Regions from separate parts of the Hordeum vulgare genome. Here all the other regions are linked to region 3. A link is a contact called in public Hi-C data. All regions are on one chromosome and are shown on one strand. Each heading gives the region's core, a stretch centred on a gene start, on an enhancer-like site or on the middle of the called end of the contact. The rest is flanking DNA. Distances are from core to core; before and after follow the strand shown.

The links. Hi-C and Micro-C count contacts between places; a contact is called where the count stands out from the background.
Region 1: a Hi-C map of seedling shows a contact between it and region 3, with 5 times the contacts expected there. The contact joins the promoter of LOC123447938 here to the enhancer-like site in region 3. A contact is called at or near these places in 3 of 6 Hi-C or Micro-C datasets (leaf and seedling).
Region 2: a Hi-C map of leaf shows a contact between it and region 3, with 2.6 times the contacts expected there. The contact joins two enhancer-like sites. A contact is called at or near these places in 2 of 6 Hi-C or Micro-C datasets (leaf and seedling).

What each region holds. Positions count from the first base shown.
Region 1 is chr4H:78,831,021-78,833,720 of MorexV3_pseudomolecules_assembly, reverse strand. It overlaps LOC123447938 (short-chain dehydrogenase TIC 32, chloroplastic-like), which reads left to right and starts at 1,354. Exons shown (of 8, transcript XM_045124674.1): 1 at 1,354-1,631; 2 at 2,117-2,348; 3 at 2,454-2,533. The coding sequence starts at 1,514.
Region 2 is chr4H:78,918,306-78,921,005 of MorexV3_pseudomolecules_assembly, reverse strand. No RefSeq gene overlaps it. Among protein-coding and RNA genes, the nearest start is that of LOC123447940, 29 kb to the left of the region's middle. Within about 2 kb of position 1,340, at least 3 of the 3 cell types and tissues checked have open chromatin away from gene starts, as enhancers often do. A contact at or near this core is called in leaf and seedling, where this site is marked.
Region 3 is chr4H:78,530,474-78,533,173 of MorexV3_pseudomolecules_assembly, reverse strand. No RefSeq gene overlaps it. Among protein-coding and RNA genes, the nearest start is that of LOC123446160, 68 kb to the left of the region's middle. Within about 2 kb of position 1,408, at least 3 of the 3 cell types and tissues checked have open chromatin away from gene starts, as enhancers often do. A contact at or near this core is called in leaf and seedling, where this site is marked.

The sequences.
Region 1 (2,700 bases), core at 105-2,604, 300 kb before region 3:
TATGTTTCCAAACAGGATAACTTATAGTGTAGATTATAAAAACTAGATGGATAGATTATTAAAAACTCATAATCTACTCTATACCAGCTTGTTATGGATTGCTAATGACCCATTACCCTTGTAAAGTTGGAGATAATAACATTTCTACCACCGCTACCCTCCTCTTTTAAAAAAAACACAGAGGATAGACAGGTCATTATGCAATGTAAAACCTGGATTACAGTTTATATAATCTGGCCTCCAAACATATTCACCTAGATTATTTTTATAAACCAGATTATATAATTTATCTTCATAATCTAAATTATCATAATCTATTGTGGTTCCAAACAGGGCCTAAATCACGGAGTGCTTCTGCCGTAAAACTCCCTAGAGTTTTCGAAATCAACCCGCAGTACGGATTTAAGTGAGAAAATAAATCGTTTTTCGTATTTTTACAGAAAATCCTTTGTGGTTTTCCGAAATCAACCCGCAGTATATACTTAAGTGAGAGAACGAATCATTTTTTGTAATTTTTATAGAAACGTCTTTTAGGTTCATATTAATTAATCTGCAGTTCAATTATAAGTCACAAATACTTTAAAAATCATATCTTTTAAACGGTAACTTCAATTTTAAATTATTATATATGAAATTTTATTAGAAACATGTGTAGAATCTGAATATAATGTTAGTTTATCTATTTAACTTTTTAAAATTCTGTTTATAATGTAATTTTCATTAATAGTGATGCGCAGAGTCTAAATATGATGTTATTTTACTTATTTAACAATTTTTAAATTTTATTTATGCTGTTATTTTAATCAATAACGCACAATCTATTTTTTACTAAGGTCGATCCATGTTGCAAATGAACACCTCATCAAAATGAGATTAAAGATAAAAAAATATATCAATAATCGGCAAAACATTACATGAAAACAGAAAAGTTGATGTTCATCTTAGGGGGAGAGAGAGTTAGAGAGAGAGCATAGATGTATTCACAAAAAAGAGACAACGTAGATGATAGTTTAAATAAAGATCTCAAGTCATGATTATTAGGTTAGGACGTGTTGTATGGTTTGCTTCCGTTGCAGCGCACCGGCTCTTTTGCTAGTATAAACAAATACTCCCTCCGTTTCTAAATATAAGTCTTTTAAGAGATTTTACTAAGTGTTCACATACGAAGTAAAATGAGTGAATCAATACTTTAAAGTATGTCTATATACATCCGTATGTAGTCTTTTTGTGAAACCTCTAAAAAGATATATATTTAGGAGCGGAGGGAGTATAAACAATTGAGGTGTACAGTACCGCATCAAGATTCGTGCGAAATTAACCTGCTCAGATTGCAGGAAAAGATAGCACAGTCGACGATCCTCCGCACCTGCTCAGATTGCAGGAAAAGATAGCACAGTCGACGATCCTCCGCCGCAATTCTTCTAATCTGCTGCTGGAGAGGAGAGACCAACGTAGCCTAGCGCGGAAACAATACCGAGCGAAGGAGGGGCGGCTGGCGGCGGCAGCAACGGTGATGGGGATCTGGGGCTGGCCGTGGGGGCGGCGTGGGCTCTCGGGCTTTGGATCCGCGTCCACCGCAGAGGACATCGCCGCCGGCATCGACGCCAGCCATCTCACGGCCATCGTCACAGGTGCGCGGCATTCTATACGACTCTGCTTGTCTCTTGTGTGCAACTGCTACTAGTGGCTGAATGCAGAGTCTCATCTTTGCTGACTTTAATAAACAAATCAAGTGATTAAAAAGCACAAAATATCATTAATGCGATTATCTGCATTTGGAATCTGTAATTATTGGAGCTATTTGGTCCTGCAGCTTTTAGAGAAACCGCACTTGAGTTCCTCAAGTTTAAAGAGGGAAATTTGAGTTGGGCTGTACTTTCTACTTTGGGCAGATAAGAAGGATTTTCCATGCATTATTATGATTCGGGCTTCTTAAAAAAAGTAGAAGTACTATTATTTTGATAAATGTACAATCTCTGCAACGTGAGTAAATAGTAAGGGAATTGTTCACTTATCATGATTAAAAGACAATTTCAAGCACATTTCTGTTCATTCAGAGTACAGTACAATACATGGGGTAGACTGATGATTCTGCACTCTTGATTGTCATATGCAGGGGCAACAAATGGCATTGGCAAGGAGACGGCCAGAGTTCTTGCACTGAGGGGAGCAAACGTGATCATACCAGCAAGGACGCTCGAGAGTGGCATGAAGGTGAAAGAGAGCCTCGCTGAAGAGGTCCCGAGCTCGAAGCTCCATGTCATGGAGATGGATCTGAGCTCCCTTGACTCTGTTCGCAGCTTCGCGGGCTCCTTCAACTCCTCGCATAAGCATCTGAACGTCCTCATGTATGTCATTGTAATCAGGCATCATCAAGTATTCAAAAGAAGCACAAAGTTTGGCGGATACTAGTAAACACACTGACTGGGCTTTTTTTCTGGCCTTCTCTGAAGAAACAATGCAGGGATAATGGCCTGCCCTTTCCATCTGTCCAAAGATGGCATTGAGCTACAATTCGCAACGAATCATCTTGGTATGTATTGTGCAGTTACATTCCTTCATATTATAAATAAGAGTGATCGTCGTGATTGATGCCTTTGATCATTCACTGTTATCCATCAACATTCATTCATGTAAACATCAGGATATCTGCTATTGCTGATGCTGAGTTGATATGAGATGTTCAGTAGTTAAGGCCTA
Region 2 (2,700 bases), core at 91-2,590, 390 kb before region 3:
GACCCCGACCACATACAATCAGTCCTTTAGACACACCGGCAGATTGAAGACGCAAACACCCACTATCACATTTAGGATGATCTCATTGAGCACCATTGACAAAGGGATGGACAATAAAACCTGTCATTTTTTCATTTAATTCAAGTGTGATTTGTACCATTGTTGTATTGGGAGCCATTTTTGTATTGAATTATTGCTTTAATCCGATGATTTGATTAATTATTGTAAATTGGATGATTTTTATATTATAATATTAACATTTTATCTTATGTTTAATTTATAATTTTGTGTAAAATGTGGCATATGAGTTAAATTCAAAAAATACCACACATTTTGCGAGCTGGCGCAGGCTACGGCCGAACAGATTTTGCATCACAGAACTGTAAAATATAATATTTTACCAATATTTTGTTTTATAGAGGGTGTTTGTTTCCAGGGACTTATTGGCTTTGGGACTTAAAAAAGTCCCTATAAGTCCCACCTAAATCAAACACAAGGGACTTATTGGGACTTATTATGGTTAATTGGGACTTATGAAATAAGACTCTCTAATAGGAGCTTATTGGGACTTATATTCTAGTCCCATAACGCTCGCACCGCCTGCCCCGATCGCTCCAGGGACAGGACGACTCGACGCTCGCACCGCCCGCCCCGTCCTTGCCCGCCCCGTCGCCGCCCGGCCGCCGGCCCGCCCCGACGCCGCCGCCCCGCCGCCCGCCCGCCCAGCCGCCGCCCGCCCCGACGCCGCCCGGCCGCCGCCCGCCCCGACGCCGCCCGGCCCCGACGCCGCCCGGCCGCCGCCCGCCCCGACGCCGCATTAGGGCTGTTGAATTTTTGCTACCTACGTCTCAGCTTGATCGAGTACTGCATTAGGGCTGTTGAATTTTTGCTAACACATGTAGCAAACTGTGATCGCTGCACTCACTCATACATCCATTGCAAGTTAATTGTGGCTTGCATTGCACTGTACAATTTTATTAGACAAGTGTATTTTATTAGATGCAACATGGACTTATAAGTCCCTGTAAACAAACAGGTAGGGACTCGGGACTTATAAGTCCCTGTAAACAAACAGGTAGGGACTTATGACTTATAAGTTGCGACTTAAAAAAGTCCTAGGACTTATGAAACAAACAGGGCCATAGTTTCACAATTCGGGTTATATTGTGCCGCAGTTCGCGTCAGCCCGTAAAATTCCTTTTGCACGAACTATAAACACACAATAAGGGTCCGCAATATAAATGGTGTGCTATAGTTTGCCTCAAATAGACGACACAACGCACAGGGAAAAACGGGACTGGGCCGGCCCATCGAGCTGTACATGCGGAACGAAAAAATATAGCAAAGCAAGCACAGCGTAAAGTGAGGATTCGAACCGAAGACCAGCCACATGCATTTGCGGGCTCATAGCCACTCCACCAGAGAAGCTTTACGATTTGTATAGCAGCGCTCAATCTAAAAAACTAGGTACTAACGAATTCATAGCCGATGTACTGTAGCTAATTTGAATCAGTTAATGTACCTAAATACACTTAGTCACTGCAGCGATATTCTTTGTTTGCAAAAGTGTGCTTTTGTAAAGTGTACATTTTAGAAATGTGCAAACATTTTTTGTGAATTTCAGAACAAATTTTCAAATTCGTGAACAAAATTATAAAACTATGAACATTTTTTGAATTGTGAACAAATTTTGAAACTGCAAACATTTTTGTGAATTTCACAACAGTTTATGAAAACATGAACATATTTTCCAATTCGTAACAAAATTATAAAACTATAAACATTTTTCGAATTATGAACAAATTTTGAAAGCGCGAACGTTTTATTGTGAATTTCAGAACAATTTTTCAAAACATGAACAAATTTTCAAATTCGTGAACAAAATTATAAAACTCTGAACATTTTTCGAGTTGTGATTTTTTTTAAACCGTGAACATTTTTGTGAATTTCAGAACAAATTTTCAAAACATGAACAAATTTTCAAACTCGTAACAAAATTATAAAACTATGCACATTTTTCGAATTGTAAACAAATTTTGAAAGCACGAATATTGTTTGTGAATTTTAGAACAATTTTTCAAAACATAAACAAAATTTCAAATTCATGAACAAAATTATAAAACTATGAACAATTTTCGAATTGTGAACAAATTTTGAAACCGCAAACATTTTTTGAATTCTGAATAAATATTGAAACATGGAAAAAAAAATTCAAATTCGTGAATAAAATTATGAAATTATGAACATTTTTCGAATTGCAAACTATTTTAGAAACCATGAACATTTTTTGAATTGTGAACAAATTTTGAAACTGCAATTTTTTTTATGAATTTCAGAACAATTTTGGAAAACATGAACAAAATTTCAAATTCATAACAAAATTATAAAACTATGAACATTTTTTGCATTATGTACAAATTTTGAAAACGCAAACATTTTTTGTGAATTCCAGAACAATTTTTCAAAACATGAACAAATTTTCAAATTCATGAACAAAATTAGAAAACTATGAACATTTTTCGAATTGTGAACAAGTTAAGAGACCGCGAACATTTTTTGTGAATTCCAGAACAATTTTTCAAAACATGAACAAATTTTCAAATTCATGAATAAAATTATAAAACTATGAGCATTTTTCTAATTGTGAACAAATTTTGAAATCGCGAACATTTTTTGTGAATTTCAGAACAATTTTTCAAA
Region 3 (2,700 bases), core at 159-2,658:
TGAAAGCACGAGAATTTGAAATAATCAAGAACACTTTTGAAATTCAGCAACATTTTGTACCATCGCAGTTCTTTTTTAATTACAAAACCAATTTAGAAATGATAGAGATTTTTAAAAATTGCGAACGATTTGATGTAACTCATGATAGTTTTATGATTGAGTGTTTTTCGAATTATTATTTTTTCTATTCGTGGATATTCTGTTCATATTCACGAACAAATTTTAAATCATAAAAAATATTAAATTCATGGTTTTTGTTGAATTAGCAAAAAAGACTGAAATAGGAAACTTCTTTCAAAATTCTGGTACGTATTTGAATTCATGAACATTCTTAGATTTCACTTTTTTTTAATTCTAACATGTTTCATTGCGAACATTTTGTAAAATTCACGGTCATTTTTGGCGTTTGTGAATTTTTTTTGACAAATTAAAAAAATAATAATATATTTCTCATTATTCCAATTCAAAAACATTTTGTTATATTCGTGAACATTGTTTTTGCATTTGACATTTTTGACATTCTTGAACTTTTTTGCAAACATATTCGAGATTCTTGATTTTTTTTTCATTTAGAAAAATATTTGGAATCTTGAACTTTTTTTTAATACATGAACATTTTCTAAACTCGCTATCAAAATTGTAATTTTGGAACATTTTTCAAGTTCCCTAACAATTTTTCGAATTGTGAATATTCTTTAGTACGTGAACATATTATGAATCATGAACAATTTTATGTTGTCGCAAATAATTTTGAATTCACAATGCTTTCTATATTCATGAATATTTTTCAAAATCGTATTTTTTCACGAACATTTTTATACCAATTTTTCTTCTTTCTGTTTTTAAGAGCTAGTATCTCAATACAAGGAATTTATAAAATGCAATTGCTTGTTTCTTTTTAGCTGTCAAAGCAGAAAAAGAAAGTAAAAAACATGTGAAAAGAAAGAAAGTAAGGGAAATATATATAGGTGGAGGAAAAAAAGGCAACGAGGAATCATATGTGAAAGAAATTTGAGCGAGTTGATCACTTGATCTTAAAAAACGAGCAAGCGAGAGCTGGTCAAGGGCCACAAATTCTGATCTTAAAAATACCAGGGGGTGTTAGTCCTGGAATGGAGGCAATTCATTAATAAAGTCTTTCCAAAGTCTTGTGATATTTCCAAACCGAATATCAATCTTCTTACCTATCATGTAAATATTTTTAACCTTTAAAGGAGCTTTCCAACACGAGGAGTCTAAAAATCTAAGCACCACAGAGGCCATTTTTTTTAAATACCATGCACGTTCGAACTCCGAACTCACAAACCTCTGTGTGTTTCCTCGAAAAGTGGGCCAGCACACTGTGAGCAGGCATAGGCAGTCAAACGATCAACACTCACAGCAAGCAATACGGGGAACTCCTACCTGCCGCTCGCTGCGGAAGGGAGTCCCTCCCACGCACAGCCTGACCCCCGACATGCCGGTCCAGTAGGCGCGCCATACTGTAGTTTTTTTTCTTTCTGTTTTTTCTTTTTTGTGTCCTTTTTCTTCCCGTTTTCTTTTTTCCATTTTTTTATCAAAACGAACAAACGTTGAATTTATTAAATCATTTTTAACAACATGAATGCTTTTATCAGGGTAAAAAATTGAAAACACGAACAATTTTTTAAAGGATGAACGTTTTGGAATCTTGAGAACAAATTTATAAATCAAGAACAATTTTGAGAAATCCTGAACAAATTGAGGGCCACGAACAAATGTTTAAAGCGTGTATAAGTTTTTAAAAGCACGAACATTTTTTAAATCTTGCAAACAAATTTTGAAAATGAGAATAATTTGGAAATATCTTGAGGAACTTCATGAACGTGATTTTTTTAAATACAAACAATTTTTCAATTTTGAGAACAAATTTCTAAAAACAAGAACATTTTTGAAAAAGCATTTCAAAAATCCATAACATATTTTGTAATTCCAGAACATTTTTGTAAAAAATCAAAAACATGTTTCGAGTTTTTAGTTCAATTTTTAAAATTCCGAACATTTTTTAAAAGTAAGAACATTTTTTTTGAAAAAAGAAGAAACATTTTCCAAATTTGAAGAATATTTTTTTAAACCGAATACATTTTTGGAAAATACAGAACATTTTTCTCAAAAATAAAAACATTTTTCAGATTTTCAGATTTTTTTTTGAAAACCACAATTTTTTTTGAAAATGCAGAAACTCCAGAACATTTTCGAAACAGAAGCAGGAAAATAATATTTCTGAAAGCCCGAATAAATTTAGTAGCGTGAGCAAGTTTTTAAAAGCACGAACATTTTATAATCTTGAGAACAAATTTTCAAAATGATAACAATTTTGAAAAATGCTGAACAAATTCATAAATATTTTTGAAACAAAAAAGGAAAAAAGAAGAAGAAAATAGTAAAGAATAAAGAAAACAAAAAAAACCGGTTCAAGAAACATTCTAGAAAGTTTCCAAAACGGGGAAAAACGGGTGGATAAGTCTAGGAGGCCCCAAAACCGGGATCCCTAGAACCGGTAATAGGCCGGCCCAGATAGCATCGCTCCCTCGTCATCCTGTGCGAAACCCCGATATATTGATGCAAAGAGCGACAAAATAGCGTTTTCCGATGATACGTAGCTCGGAGAGATTCTATGCGAGAGTATTTGTTTGTTTAAGGTATGAATAGTACTGAGTTAGCCCATTTCAGCGTGGAGAT